Linked DNA regions of Mus musculus: all the other regions are linked to region 2. A link is a contact called in public Hi-C data. All regions are on one chromosome and are shown on one strand. Each heading gives the region's core, a stretch centred on a gene start, on an enhancer-like site or on the middle of the called end of the contact. The rest is flanking DNA. Distances are from core to core; before and after follow the strand shown. Region 1 has its middle 15 kb from the start of Gm38412. Region 2 has its middle 59 kb from the start of Magi3. Region 3 has its middle 33 kb from the start of Gm38412. Region 4 overlaps Magi3 (membrane associated guanylate kinase, WW and PDZ domain containing 3). Region 5 overlaps Magi3 (membrane associated guanylate kinase, WW and PDZ domain containing 3).

Region 1 (2,700 bases), core at 24-2,523, 140 kb after region 2:
CTGGAGCTAAGAAATTAGCGGTGATTAAGAAGAGACCAGCATGGTTGAGGTGACATCTTCTGGGAAGTGTTTTCTGAAAGCACAAAGAGGCTGTGTTCCAGAGATAGCCAAGGTTGTACTCCAGCTGCAGTGGGACTTGGTAATGTGTAAGGGTCACCCAGGTGGTACTGGTTTTGAAGGCATGTAGGGGTCATGCAGAGCAGCTGAGGTTTGGCACTGTGAGAGGCCATGGAAGGCCATTGGTGAAGGTGCAGTCCCAGTTGCAATTGATGGCCCAGGACTGAAGGGATCATGCAAGGGAGTTGAGGCTTGGCACCATGAAGAGAGCCTATGAGAGGCTATTGTTGAAGCCAAGTTACATTGGAAGACAGCAGCATTTGGCGATGCCAGTACTATGAGATGACTAACAAGAACAGCAGCAGCAGTGAAGTACAGGCAGCGGGAGCCTAGAAGACAACATGTGTGCTACAAAGGGCATGGCTGGAGAAGTGACCCAAGCCCTTGGAGGAGCCCAGAAGATCGTGAGTTGAATCCCAGACGTTGGATGGTTGGAGATTGATTTTTGCTTTTGATTGTGACTGTGCCCTGATATTTTTCCCTCTTGAAGGAAGTTTTTTAGTGAAGCCCACAGTTAAGAGACTTTGAATTTTAAAATACTTTGAATTTTATGTAAAGACTGTGGGACTTTTAAAGTTATTTAAGATCTTGGGGATGAATAAAAACTAAGAGTTGAGGCTTACTAGTGATGTGTTTGTGTGTCAAGTTGACAAGGGGTCAATTGTACTGGCTAGTTTTGTGTCAACTTGACACAGCTGGAGTTATCACAGAGAAAGGAGCTTCAGTTGAGGAAATGCCTCCATGAGATCCAGCTGTAAGGCATTTTCTCAACTAGTGATCAAGGGGGAAAGGCCCCTTGTAGGTGGAACCATCTCCGGGCTGGTAGTCTTAGTTCTATAAGAGAGCAGGCTGAGCAAGCCAGGGGAGGCAAGCCAGTAAAGAACATCCCTCCATGGCCTCTGCATCAGCTCCTGCTTCCTGACCTGTTTGAGTTCCAGTCCTGACTTCCTTTGGTGACGAACAGCAATGTGAAAGTGTAAGCCGAATAAACCCTTTCCTCTTCAACTGCTTCTTGGTCATGATGTTTGTGCAGAAATAGAAACCCTGACTAAGACACACCCTAACTTTGCTGGCTGCCAGGCGAGCAACAGCACACCTCCTCTGCCCCACCTGCGCTTCTCCTGGCCCCCACTGGCCCAGGCCTGACTCCAGGACAGGTCTTCACTTTGGGTTCCTTTGGCTGGATTTCCAATGTCTACCCTCCTCCTGGGAAGTACCATTCCAATGCCATTGTGCTGAGCATGTGTTTCTGGCTTTCCTGGGCTGGGAAATGGAAAACAGTCACTCATTAGCACCCCAAACGCTTTTCAGAGGAAACGGTGTGATGTACCAGGACCCCCATGCATATTTATTTTTAAAATATGTTTTTTAATTTGAAAGCACAGGGCCGCTGCAGGTCTGCGGGCCTTCTCACCTGCTGCGCCGTGTGATTAGCCAGGCCTTTTCTCACTGGGTGGCTCGGACAGCTAATGGACTCAGGCTCCCCATGTATGTTTATCTTCAGTTAATTAAAATTTTGCCAAATCTTCCTCACAGCCCTTGCTCACAGCAAGGCCAAGCCTTGGCTTGTGGCCCTGATCTGGTCTGGCAGACTGGATGGGGGCGGTCATCCTATTAAATATTAATCTAAGAAAGCAATCAGGCCTATGGGCTTCCACCCCTGAAGTTCTCCCGCTGGGAAGTCACAGATCAATGCCAGAGCTCAGAGCCTGTGGCAACTCTTCCTGCCAGGCCTTGGTCAGCATCAGACACGGATTTTCAGAACTGTTTGATGATAAATCTGGGCAGAATTCTGAGCACACACTCTCAAAAACTGGGGTGAATTATACCACAGGTCTGCCTTGGACAGGGATGTTAAGCGCAGCATGAACGTGCACCTCATAAATGACGAATGGGCGGATCTGACAGCGTTTATTTGGAAGTGCTGGCTTAGGTAAAGACTCACAAGTACCTCACACATCAGATGCCAGTTCTGAAACTGTCTCTGAGGGAAGGGGAAGATGAGGGCAGAGCTGACTCCTCAGAGCCTTCACTACCCCCTTTGGAGATTTGTGGAAGCTGCCGAAGTTCACCTTCATCTCTTCCGTTGCTCTTAGTCCTGTCCCTGCCCCCAGATCATTCCAGTGGGTACCTTCTGCTAGCAAATTTGGGAGACACAGAAATACTCTATGGGGCCCCAGAGGGTAGTGGCACATATCTTTAATCCCTGCACTTGGGAGGCAAAAGCATGCAGATCTCTGAGTTCAAGGTCAGCCTGGTCTACAGAGCAAGTGCTAAGACAGCCAGGGCTACACAGAAAAACCCTGTCTCAAAAACAAAAAACAAAATAAAACACAAAAACAACAAAAAGAAACAGTGTAGTGTGGTTTTAATTTTATCACTCAGCAGGATCTGGCATGTTCAGGACCTGGGTCAGTGACCACATTCAGAAAGGGGATCTTTGCAAATGTAATTAGTTTAAAAAGGTGGGCCCTGGTCCAAGGACTAGTGTTTTTAGGAGCATAGATAGAAGAGACCCAGAGGCATATGCATTGCCAATGAGGAGAGAGGCAGAGACTAGAATGATGTATCTCCAAGTCAAGC
Region 2 (2,700 bases), core at 173-2,672:
CTGGGGTAGAATCCAGTCTCTGAATACAGCTTGCCCACATCTGCTTGCATAGTCAGATTCTTACAAGTTCTCCCTAATGACAGGGCTTTGCCCGCAATCACCACACTCCAGCTTTTCTTTCTGCCTGCTTCAGGTAAAGATCATCAGTCACATTAAACATCACAGATCATGTACAACATACATAGTTTCACTAAAGGGCCCTTAATGGACAATTGACTCTGAGGGTGTGTGTGTGTCTGTCTGTGTGTGTGTGTGTGTGTGAAGAGCAGGAGACAAGAGTAAGCCAGGCTTTCAACGTGTTTTTGTTTCTATGAATACACCAGGTACCTTCACGTTTTTCTTGCCTGTCCAAACCGCAGTCTCGTCTCAGCTTCCATGAGATGACTCCTCAAGAAGAAAAGAGGTCACGGGGATGGCTATCTCCAGACTATAATGTTTTCAGCCACCAACTCTTAATGAATACCTAGGCATCCTTTCTACCTTGATTCGTCTTGACAGAAAAGGAACTATGGATGGCAGTTGTTGTAATGGCTTTTGACAAGTTTTAAAGTCCCAACTGAATTAGTAATGCTATCCCTTTCAGGTTAGAAAATATCCATCATTTATATTATATTAATTTGATCAGTAACATGGATTAAAAGTTCAAAGCCTACATCATGAAGTCAAGTTAGTAAACATCAGTGTCATTAGTGAGAGCTAGTGACTAACACCTTAAAATTGTAAAAACACATGATGAACTCTTTCAGTCTTGTGAGCTATTTATCTCCCTCCCTCCCTCCCTCCCTCCCTCCCTCCCTCCCTCCCTCCCTTCTTTCCTTCCTTCTTTTCTTCCTTCCTTCCTTCCTTCCTTCTTTCCTTCCTTCTTTTTCTTTCTTTCTTGCCTTCCTGCTAAGACAGCAGTTCTGTCTCTACCTTAATCTCAAGCTGCCAGGAAGAGTTTCCACAACCTTCCTCATCATTATATCCTTCAAGATCACAGGCATAGTGGTGCATGCCTTTGATCTCAGCACTTGGGAGGCAGAGACAGATGGATCTCTGTTGGTTTGAGGCCACTCTGGTCTACACAGGGAGTTCCAGAACATCCAGGGCCACATAGAGAGACTGTGTCTCAAAAGCAAAATGAAACAAAACAAAACAAAACAAACAAAATACAATGACAGCAAAAAGAAAACCTCAGCACTTTGGTAGCATAAGAAGCAAAATTAACTATGTTTGGCTATGTAACGTATTATATAACATGCCAAATTTGATCATTATTTGTATTACATGTATTCTCTCTCTCTCTCTCTCTCTCTCTCTGTGTGTGTGTGTGTGTGTGTGTGTGTGTGTGTGTGTGTACATACTATTGCACAAGTGAAGAGGTCAGAAGACAACAACTTGCTAGGTTCAGTTCTCTTTACCACTTTGGTCCCAGGGATCAAACTCAGGTCAGCTGGTCTGGCATCAAAGCCATGCCTGCTGAGCCATCTCTCCTAAGCAATCTCTCCCGCCCGCCCGCCCGTTTGATCATTTTTTTTGAGATGTCGAAATCACCACTGAGAAAGAAGTTAAGCAACTAGCTCAAGATAACATCAGAAAGTGCTGGCCAATGACTTTATGGCCCCAGGGGCCTACCTTCTCGCTTAGCCATTAGGCTTATTTTTTTTTTTTCCTCTGAATGTAGAAAGGGCACAGGTTTCACTATTTAACTAGCTTAGGCTGGAACTATCACTTATAAGATATGTGGTCTTGGGCCAGCAGACCTCTATGGGCATCAGTTTCCTTCATTGGTAAGAATGTGAATGTTTTGGGGACTGTGATAATAATAAAATATTAACATAGTTGTAAAACAAGAAAAAAAGCCACCCTCTTAGACTTAGCCTGAGCCATAGTCACTTGAGAGAGCTCCCTTTACCAGCTTTGTTTTACAGAAGGAGAAACTGCAGCATGCCTAAATCTAGACACTGAACACTAAGTAAGCAGATCTGGGATTCAATCAAGGCAGATCTGGCTTTTATCTGGAAGATAAGGCAATTTACAGTAAGTGCCCAGCATGGAACCTGAAACAAAGTGAGAATTCAATAAATGGTATTGACGTAGGCAGAACATCGTTTAGGCTGGTTCTTCCTATCTTCTATCAGCTAGATTCCCTCTCTTCCCACCAACTCATCAGTGACCCCCAGTTTCATCTCTGTGTGTACGGACACATATGTGTGTGGTATAGGGTTGTGTAGCACTTTCCTTCTAGATTAAAACATTCCATTTTTAAGTGAGGCTCATTAAGACACAGGATGTTAAAGGGGAAGCAAAACAACAGAATATTTTAAGACACAGAATGTTAAAAGGGAGATGCAACAACAGGATGCCCTAAGCAGGGAGCTCATTAAGATACAGGATATTTACAGGCAGATAATAGGATGTTATAAAGGAAGGTAAAATGTTCTATCCTGCAGGAAAGCTTGTTAAACACAGGAAGTAAAAAACATAATGGCTTCAGAAAGTCCCTGAAACTGACCAGAATCATTATGCCCATCCCTTCCCAAGCACATACAAGCAATAAGGACTGCTGAAAAACACTCTTGGGCCAGCCAAGGTGCCTGGAAAGAACATACATGAGATAGACTGCACAAAAGCAGCAGAGGTCACCTGGAAGAGGCTCAGACCACCTGAAAGGACACTCTCCAATCTGAGCTGCCTGCATGTCATGCAGTGTGCTCCAGG
Region 3 (2,700 bases), core at 163-2,662, 160 kb after region 2:
CAAAACCCATCTGTTTCTAGTGGTTTCCTCTCTCACTTAGACCATGAGAACGTTGTAACTGAATGGGAGAGAGCCAAGAGTCTGGCAGCTGATCTGAGGGAATCTTACACAATTTTGATGAGACCCCCCCACACCCACCCCAGTGTGAACCAAACCAGTTCTCCAGTACAGGATAACTAGAGAGAGACAGCTGAGACATGGGGAGGGGCCTCAGTGGTCGCCTGCGCGCACACACACATTTGTCTGTGTATCAGCTCCTAAAATTGTAGTTAATACTGTTGTTATCATATTACCACTCAAACAGATATGAAGCAGGCATAAAGGGGCTAAATGACCCATGCAGCACCAGCCAGCAAGTAAAAGGTAGAGTTGGGACTGGAACCGAGTTAGTCAGTCTGCCTCAAGTCCCAAATGCCTGAAGCACGCACATTCAAACAAAAACCAAGGAAAGGGCTGGCCGGATATCCAATGGGGGCAGAATAGGTAAAAGCTACAAGGACACTCCCTGCCCCAGGGCATTCTCAGTGAGGAAAGGCGGCTTTTGATAAGTCAGAATGCCTATCCACCCCATGCTTTAAACGAGCTCTCATACACACCATTCATTCTGTTTCGACCATATTGTCACTTGTCCCCTTATAGACAGGTACTCCAGGGCCGAACCTGGAGAAGTTTCATAGTGTCTGCCAAGCACCGAGACTGGGTCCCCGGGTTTCTGCGTGCCGCTGTTCTTCTCCCTTTAGACATTAACTGCTGTAACTAGTGCTTCGCGGTGGCTCTAGTATCTGGGGTCCTGACCTCTAGAATGCAGTCCTGGGACACACTGCTCTTCCACCCAGCTTCCGTCTGTAAATATTTCTTCATGCTGGAAATGGTTCTGAGCACTCCTCAGTGCCAAGCTCTCGAACCACCAAGTTGAATTCAATGTTTGCCCAAGCCGCTCAGTATTTGCTAGTGGTGACAAGCATGGGAGGGACCTTCTCCGTGGACTGAGGGATGGCCCCAAACCTGCTCCTTTACCCTGGAAGTGGGAGCTGCAAATGAGATCACACAGGACAATCAATTTGTAAAAAAGCATAAGGTGAGAATGGGGTGTGGAGAGAGGGTGAGAAGAGGAGGGGGAAGGGAAACGATTCAAGGAAGAGAGAGGACACGGGCAAGACTGCAGCCTTGGATCAAAATGAAGACCTCTGAGGGCCAAGCTGCGAGCTCATCCTGGGCTAGGAGCCCAGAACAAGACTCCGGCCTCCGAGGACAAAGCCTGGAGCTCTGGCCTCTCCCTCCCAACAGGCCAAGCTGCCCTGGGCTTCATCCTGGCAGCGTTCTAGAACTTTTGAGCCATGCACCGCCCCGTACAGATTTTGAGTTACAGCCTGAGCCATGACAAAGGCCAGGCCTCTCGCCATTGTGCAACCGGAGAAGCCGGATTTCCTGTGAATCCCCTTACGTAAGGGTATCCCTGAGCAATGGTGGCCTGGGTAGCGCCCTCTGCCGCCATTCTCTGTGCTGAAGCGCCACCTGGAGGCCAGTTCTCGTTCAAACCGCTGTGTAGTAGAGCCTCCACAGAAGGAAACAAGAAGATGCCTTGGAACAAAAAGGCGCCTTTTGAAAGAGCCTCAACAGTTTCTTCACCCGCCCTTTATCTATTGCTGATGGGGTATTCAAGAGTTAAATGACAGGCTTCTTAAAGGGACAGGATTAGAGCCACAGTGATCTTGTCACTGCCTTTCTTAAATTCTAATATCTGGATCTGAAGAGCACACGTGAGGGGAAAACTGCAGTTTGCCCTGCATCTCGGATTCCAACCTCTTCATCCCCCTACTGCAAAATTCAGGTTAGACTAACTTGTGTAGAGAGCTTGGCAGTGAGCCGGCCCCTTCTCGGGAGAGCCTGGGATGCTGCAGAGGTTTTTTAATCAGCTGCCTGGCCCTGGGCATGAACACACACCCTGGATTACTCAACAAGTAGCTGGGGGCTGGGGGGGGGGGGGGGGCGGGGACTACAAAAATAATTGTTTAAATTGAGCTCCAAGTTATTTTAGCCTGAAGAAATTCTAAGCTAGATGGACCCAGGAAATAGGGAGTATTCAACATAAAGAAAAGGGGACCAGGCTTCCAAACTGAGAAAGGTTTTGTCTTGTTTTGCCTTTTTTGTTTTTTGGTTTTTTTTTTTGTTTTGTTTTGTTTGTTTTTTGTTTTGGGTAGGGAGGCAAGTAACCAAGCAAGCAAAACAACACAGAGAAAGGGGGGGCTTTCTTTTTCAGAATTTTATACTTATTCTTTTGGTAGGCCAGCAGTTTAGCTTCCTACAAGGACAAAAGACCCTGACATCTCAAGCAAATCCTTATCAGAAAGTGGAAAATGCTAGAGTTATCAGGAATATTCCATATCAAACCATATTACAGCATCATGGTAACAAAAACAGCATGTTACTAGCTCAAAAAGTGGCCCTGGCAATCAAGGGGCTCAAACAGAGGTCCCAGAAGTCACCCCACAAAGCTACAGTTCTCTATCTTTGGACAAAGGTATCAAAAACATACACTGGAGGAAAGAGACCTCTAAACACCTGTGCTGAGAAAACGATTTCCACAAGGAGAGGAAAGACTAAGACCCCCGTCTCCAACCCTGTGCAAAATCAACTCAAAGTGGATCTTAGAGCCAGACCTGAAGCAAAACACTTCAGGACACAGGCATAGAAGAAACT
Region 4 (2,700 bases), core at 165-2,664, 140 kb before region 2:
TCCATAGAAGGTAGATAAATAGATAAAAAGTAGGTATATAGATTGAACAGAAGCGCCTTATCAAACATAGCATTTTAACAATTTGCAGGAGATTACAGGGGACAGATTTGTGTGGTGTGAGCATATCCACATGTGGAGGCCAGAGATCAATGCCAGGTATCTGCCTCTATGGCTTGCCACCTTCCATTTCAAGTTAGAGACTCTCACCGAATCTGGATTTGCCAATTCAGCTTGACTAGCTGAGCAGAAATCTCTGTTGTCTTTACTCTCCCAGGGCCAGAGCCACAGACATGCTACTACTCCCACCTTTTATATGGGTGCTGGTGATAAAACTCAGGCCCCTTTTACAGCAAGCACTTTACCCATGAGCTACCCCTCAAGCCCTAAAATGTTTGATTTAAAAAAAAAACTGCATTTTTCACATTGAGAAATAAAAAACCACAGTTCTAATAAAACAATAATATAGAAAACACAATAGACAATTTCTAAAAATTAATTTTATGGTAGAACTTCATTATGATGCCATAGAAACAGCATGAGTAAAATTACATTCTTCATATGAAAAGATAATTGAATAGTATTCACTGGTAATGGGAAATAAAAATTTAGCCTAATTGCAGTAAAAGGAATTATAAGAAAATAAAAATAATAATGGCATTAGCCATTTTAGGGTTACTAGTAAATATTCTTAAATAGTTTTAAATTTGTATGTGATTTTGATGTTTAGGGGCTAGAAAAAAATCTAGATCTTAAAATAACAATTTGACAATAAAAATCCTTTTGTCAGAGAATTTTGGTAAATATGCAAGCAATTATAATAATTAATAGTAATAATAATAAAACTTCACAAAGACTCTCTAGTGTAATCTTAGGATTGCTTAAGTGAAAATGGAATAGCTTCTAAATAATACTATAATTCATTCATTTGTGTAATTTCCTCCCATTCATTTTTAAGAGAAAAAATTTTAAAAATGTTCTCCACATAACTTATGCATAATAGTTTTCCTGTTTCAAAATAGCAGTGACAGCATCCAACAAGGAATCTTGAAGGGTGTTTTCTCAAAAAATTAAAATTAAAAAATCAATCATTTTCTCAGTAGGAAGGATCAATGTAGGATAAGGACAGATCAATACAGCTTATTTATTTCCTTCTGCTCTGATCCTAGGTGTGGCTTCACTTTTGCACTACAGAATATACTTTCTGCATACAATAAAATGTGACACAGGTCTATTAAAAGGAAGAAGGAAAAGAATTTCATGTTTATTTGTCCATGATGAAAGGAACAAGGGTGCATCAGCACTCACTATGCTCCCATTGCCAACCTTCTAAATGGTAGATGAGCAGCTGTGTTTCTCACACCTCCAGTTATCAGAAATTAGTGCAGCTGACTGGGAACTGTAACAGTCCTCTCCAGTTCAGTTAAACAGGGCGAGCCGTGGCAGCTTCACGGTGTATTTACTTATCACCTTGGAGGACTTTGGAGCCTGCGGAGAAAAACAGCCAGGCTGGCCAGATGCCCTGGATTGCAAATGTTTGACCAAAGGGGTTAAAACACTGACATGAAAACTTTAAAAGAAAAGTGGTTACCCTTAAGTTTTCTTCCCATCACCTCATTAAATCTATCTTTGTCTTTCTTTCCTTTTAACAAAATATTGCAATGGACACTCCATGTTTGCATGCCATATTTCTTTTCTTTTTAACATATCTTTTCACAAATTCACAAGAGTTGAGGAAGAACTGACATTAGGAAAATGGCTGTAAAGGTCCTTGCTGCTAAGCCTGAAGACCTGAGCTTGATCCTTGTAACCCACATGTGCTAGAGGGTTGTTTCCTCAAAAAGTAGAAGAGAGAATAATAAGGTCTGTTGTCCTGAAATGAAGAGTTAGCCTCTTCATCTGAAGTTATAAAGGTGCTAGTAGTCTCCTCATGTGCAAAACAGGGAAAAACACTTTTTGCTATCTTATAGGACCATTTGAAGATGAAAATGTTTAATATATTAAAATACTTAAAACAATAATTTATATGGGGCTAAAAAAATCCTTTTTGTGAGCGCCAAAGCAAGCCCTAAGAAAATATAAAAACCAAAATAATTGGGGTAATAAACAATTATTTGAAGCAGGAGAGGGGAAGGGACCATAAAGCTTGAACAAGTTTTAAAAAGAAAAGTCTTGGTCACTAGCCTTCTTTTTAAATTTCCTGGTTTTTTAGTACCCTCAATTAAAGGGTTTTGCAGAATATTGAAAATACACTCAAATTATAAAATATTTGTTTTCTGTGACTCTAAATTGGACCTAATTTAAATATCTTCATTGTCTTTCTCATGATTCTTAAGCTCTATCTTTGAAATATGACACTGGACTCTCTTCTTGATAATTTCGTTACTACTGTACTAATCAACTATCATCGTCTCTTAGTAGAGTAAGATAGTCCTCCTTGCTTTTCCCTACCCCCTATAGTCAAATTCCCACACAGCAGCCAGAACGAGCTTTCTTAAGCCCAAATTAGTATAGCTTTCAGGGCACACAACAATCCTCTGTCCATAATGCTTTAGGGACATCTACTCTTGTTCCTACTTCTGTCCTCTTTTACCTCGTTAAAACACTCTATTTCCTTCACAGAATTCACATGATTGTTTTATTACAGAATTATTACATAATATTTTACATAACTATTATGATATTTGGATTCATTAAGACAGA
Region 5 (2,700 bases), core at 87-2,586, 170 kb before region 2:
CCATAATTATCAGAACTGGAATCACACTAGGTTTTACCATCAACTCCTACTGGTATGGGCAGTCACAAAGAAAAGGATGAGAGACAACTGCAATCCAAAATGCATTTTAAACAAAATGTGCAACTAGACACTGAATGTAGCATTCGTGTTTAGCATCACTAAAACTGAAAATCATATCTGCAAACATTTTTAGAAACTCTAAGTTTTGTTCTTATTTTATTTGTATGAGTGTTTTGTCTGCATGTATGTATTTATGTGCATCACATGTGTCCTGGAGTTGGAAGAGGCAAAAAGAGGGTCTCAGATCTCCTGGAACTAGAGTTATGGATGGTTGTGAGCCACCATGTAGGTGTTGGGAACCAAACCAGGGTACTCTGCAAAGGCAGTAAGTGCTTTTAACTGATGAGACAAATCTCCAGTCCCTCCATCATTGCTTCTTGACAATCAAGACAATATACTGTAAGCACCAGTCAATTAGACATAATGAAAATTTAATAAAACTGAGTTGACATTATTTAAGATTAACAACTGATAATAAAATATTCTAAATAAACCATTCACCATGGACGTCCCTGTCTCCAGAAACTAATAGAACTTTCTAAAGAATAAAGCGATTGTTTCTTCTATGTAATTTCAAAGAATTTAAAAAAATCTTAAATAGGTAGTTTACTAATGATTATCAGAAGGCCAACAAATATATTAATTCCCAAGGACACTGTTGTCCTACAGAGATGGCTCAGCAGTTAAGAGCACTTGTTGCTCTTGCAAATCACCCACATGGTGGCACACAGCTGCCTGCAATTCCAGTTCCTGACCCTAAGCCCTCTTATGACTTCTATAGGTACTGTATGATCCTGGTGTATAATATATAATGCAGGCACATCTATATATGATCTCTGTCTCTGTCTCTCTCTCTCCTCCCCTCTCCTCCTTCTCCTCCCCCTCTCCCTTCCCCTCCTACCCACCTCCCCCCAGGTTAATTCACAGAACCTTGACATCTCAAGGGCATGAAAAAAAAATCTCCCTGAGGCTAATGTAAACGTTATTAAACAAATACAAACAAAAGATTCTTTATAATGTGAACATTCTTACCTAGCCAGCCTATGCTTTAAAATTTTTTGCTCTTTGAATTCTATTCTTTGGTTTTTATATGAACAGTGAAACTGGTTTATAAAGTTTAAAAATATATACATCAGACAAATAGTTTGGCTAGATGAATGTCTGTAATTGGTATTTTAATTGTATAAAAATATCCAGGCGGTCAAGTTTGAATATACAACTCCTTAGTCAGGAATTCACAGCTACAAACCCATAGTTACTGAATATACGCAAACTCTGAATCACCACCAGTTCTCATTGAGAAATCAGTGAATAAAGCAACTGGCTATTATTTGGATTAACCCTGAGTCCTGTTGGCGTGGGTTCAGCATGCAAACAACTGTAAATCAATCTACCCACACTTCATCATCTTTTTGACAAGGACAGTAAGGAGAATTTGTCAACTGCTTGCTAAAGTCAAGATACAACATGTCTTTACTATTCTCTAATCTAGAAGCAATTATAAAACAGGGGGTAGGGGGAGAGTAAAAATGAGGTCAGTTTGGCATGTCTTGTTTCTTAGAAATCCATATTGGCTCTGGGTGATAAGCTATTCTTTTCTAAATACTTGGAATTTGTTTTTAAATAATCTCTTCAACTTTTGTGAGTTTAGATTATAGTAGGGCAATAGACTTGTGTGTTCACAGTCTACGGAGCACTTCTCTCCAGTCTCCCAGTTCTTCTTACATTCTCCTCCATGAAGTGTGTGTTGGGAGCAGGGGGATTAAAATAATTCTGAGGTCACGTCTGAGACTCTTCAACTCCAGAAGCCAATCCATTTAAGTCTTTTTAATAGTTCAAACTGAGCCCCAATCCGCTATGAAGTAAAGGCCTATTTTGAACTCCCAATCCTTTTGCTTCTGAGTGCTAAGATTACAGGTATGTACCACCATGCCTGGTTTATTCAGTGCTGTGGAAGGAATGGAACCCAGACAAGCACTCTACCAATTACACTACTTCCCCATTCCTCCTTAAAGTTTTGAAAATATAAATTTATTTAAAGTAAATTATGCTCTTTTTAAACAGATTTATGTATGTTCACCTTTATATATGGACCTGTGTGAGTCTACATGCACCACATGGGTGCCAGGCGCCCTGACCTTAGATTAAATTCCCTCAAACTCGTTACCTCTAAACTGTGAGCTACCTCTAAACTAAATCTTATTCTTATCCAATCCCACCACATAGCAGATGTTTAGCATAATGTCCAGCTTTCCTGTTTTATATTATTTTTAGCTTATACTGTTGAAAAAGTAACTTGTTCCTTCAAAGTTTTCTTAAATTATTACTTTGTTTAGTTTTTTTTTTTAAATTTTTTATTTGATACACAATCTCTCTACACAGACTTCGCTGTCCTGAAACTCGCTATGTACATGAGGCCGGCCTTGAACTCCTTGAACTCACAGAGATTCACCTGCTTCTGCCTCCCAAGTGCTAGGATCAAAAGCACGTGCCATTATGCCTCTGGCTTCCTTCAAGATTATAACAGAAGTAAAATAAGAATGATACAAGGTGGCTCAGTGGAAAAGAACTTGCCAGTAGGATCCAGGCTCTGAGTTTAATAATCCCCGACTTCAAAAGTTGTTGGGTTTTTCTGCAAGG

What was found. A called contact is a pair of places that touch in the nucleus more often than the background predicts.
Region 1: a contact with region 2 is called in a Hi-C map of liver, with 3 times the contacts expected there. The contact joins two enhancer-like sites. A contact is called at or near these places in 10 of 484 Hi-C or Micro-C datasets (cortical neurons, embryonic stem cells, liver and 2 more) and 5 of 115 datasets of contacts at active chromatin or transcription factors (embryonic stem cells, epiblast stem cells, extraembryonic endoderm stem cells and 1 more).
Region 3: a contact with region 2 is called in a Hi-C map of liver, with 3 times the contacts expected there. The contact joins two enhancer-like sites. A contact is called at or near these places in 1 of 39 promoter capture datasets (liver), 2 of 15 datasets of contacts at CTCF or cohesin (the NIH/3T3 cell line and large pre-B cells), 20 of 484 Hi-C or Micro-C datasets (the MC3T3-E1 cell line, cortical neurons, embryonic stem cells and 6 more), 7 of 115 datasets of contacts at active chromatin or transcription factors (embryonic stem cells, epiblast stem cells, extraembryonic endoderm stem cells and 3 more) and 2 of 9 other capture datasets (embryonic stem cells and liver).
Region 4: a contact with region 2 is called in a Hi-C map of liver, with 2.4 times the contacts expected there. The contact joins two enhancer-like sites. A contact is called at or near these places in 1 of 15 datasets of contacts at CTCF or cohesin (the NIH/3T3 cell line), 6 of 484 Hi-C or Micro-C datasets (bone marrow-derived macrophages, liver, natural killer cells and 1 more) and 1 of 115 datasets of contacts at active chromatin or transcription factors (pancreatic cancer cells).
Region 5: a Hi-C map of liver shows a contact between it and region 2, with 2.6 times the contacts expected there. The contact joins two enhancer-like sites. A contact is called at or near these places in 5 of 39 promoter capture datasets (the HPC-7 cell line, cranial neural crest, embryonic stem cells and 2 more), 1 of 15 datasets of contacts at CTCF or cohesin (the NIH/3T3 cell line), 4 of 484 Hi-C or Micro-C datasets (embryonic fibroblasts and liver) and 1 of 115 datasets of contacts at active chromatin or transcription factors (pancreatic cancer cells).

What each region holds. Positions count from the first base shown.
Region 1 is chr3:104,422,883-104,425,582 of GRCm38.p6, forward strand. No RefSeq gene overlaps it. Among named protein-coding and RNA genes, the nearest start is that of Gm38412, 15 kb to the left of the region's middle. Within about 2 kb of position 1,274, at least 13 of the 459 cell types and tissues checked have an H3K27ac peak or open chromatin away from gene starts, as enhancers often do. A contact at or near this core is called in liver, where this site is marked.
Region 2 is chr3:104,278,224-104,280,923 of GRCm38.p6, forward strand. No RefSeq gene overlaps it. Among named protein-coding and RNA genes, the nearest start is that of Magi3, 59 kb to the left of the region's middle. Within about 2 kb of position 1,423, at least 15 of the 459 cell types and tissues checked have an H3K27ac peak or open chromatin away from gene starts, as enhancers often do. A contact at or near this core is called in liver, where this site is marked.
Region 3 is chr3:104,440,704-104,443,403 of GRCm38.p6, forward strand. No RefSeq gene overlaps it. Among named protein-coding and RNA genes, the nearest start is that of Gm38412, 33 kb to the left of the region's middle. Within about 2 kb of position 1,413, at least 210 of the 459 cell types and tissues checked have an H3K27ac peak or open chromatin away from gene starts, as enhancers often do. A contact at or near this core is called in liver, where this site is marked.
Region 4 is chr3:104,141,142-104,143,841 of GRCm38.p6, forward strand. The region is part of intron 1 of Magi3 (membrane associated guanylate kinase, WW and PDZ domain containing 3); the gene reads right to left. Among named protein-coding and RNA genes, the nearest start is that of Magi3, 78 kb to the right of the region's middle. Within about 2 kb of position 1,415, at least 25 of the 459 cell types and tissues checked have an H3K27ac peak or open chromatin away from gene starts, as enhancers often do. A contact at or near this core is called in liver, where this site is marked.
Region 5 is chr3:104,108,270-104,110,969 of GRCm38.p6, forward strand. The region is part of intron 1 of Magi3 (membrane associated guanylate kinase, WW and PDZ domain containing 3); the gene reads right to left. Among named protein-coding and RNA genes, the nearest start is that of Magi3, 110 kb to the right of the region's middle. Within about 2 kb of position 1,337, at least 10 of the 459 cell types and tissues checked have an H3K27ac peak or open chromatin away from gene starts, as enhancers often do. A contact at or near this core is called in liver, where this site is marked.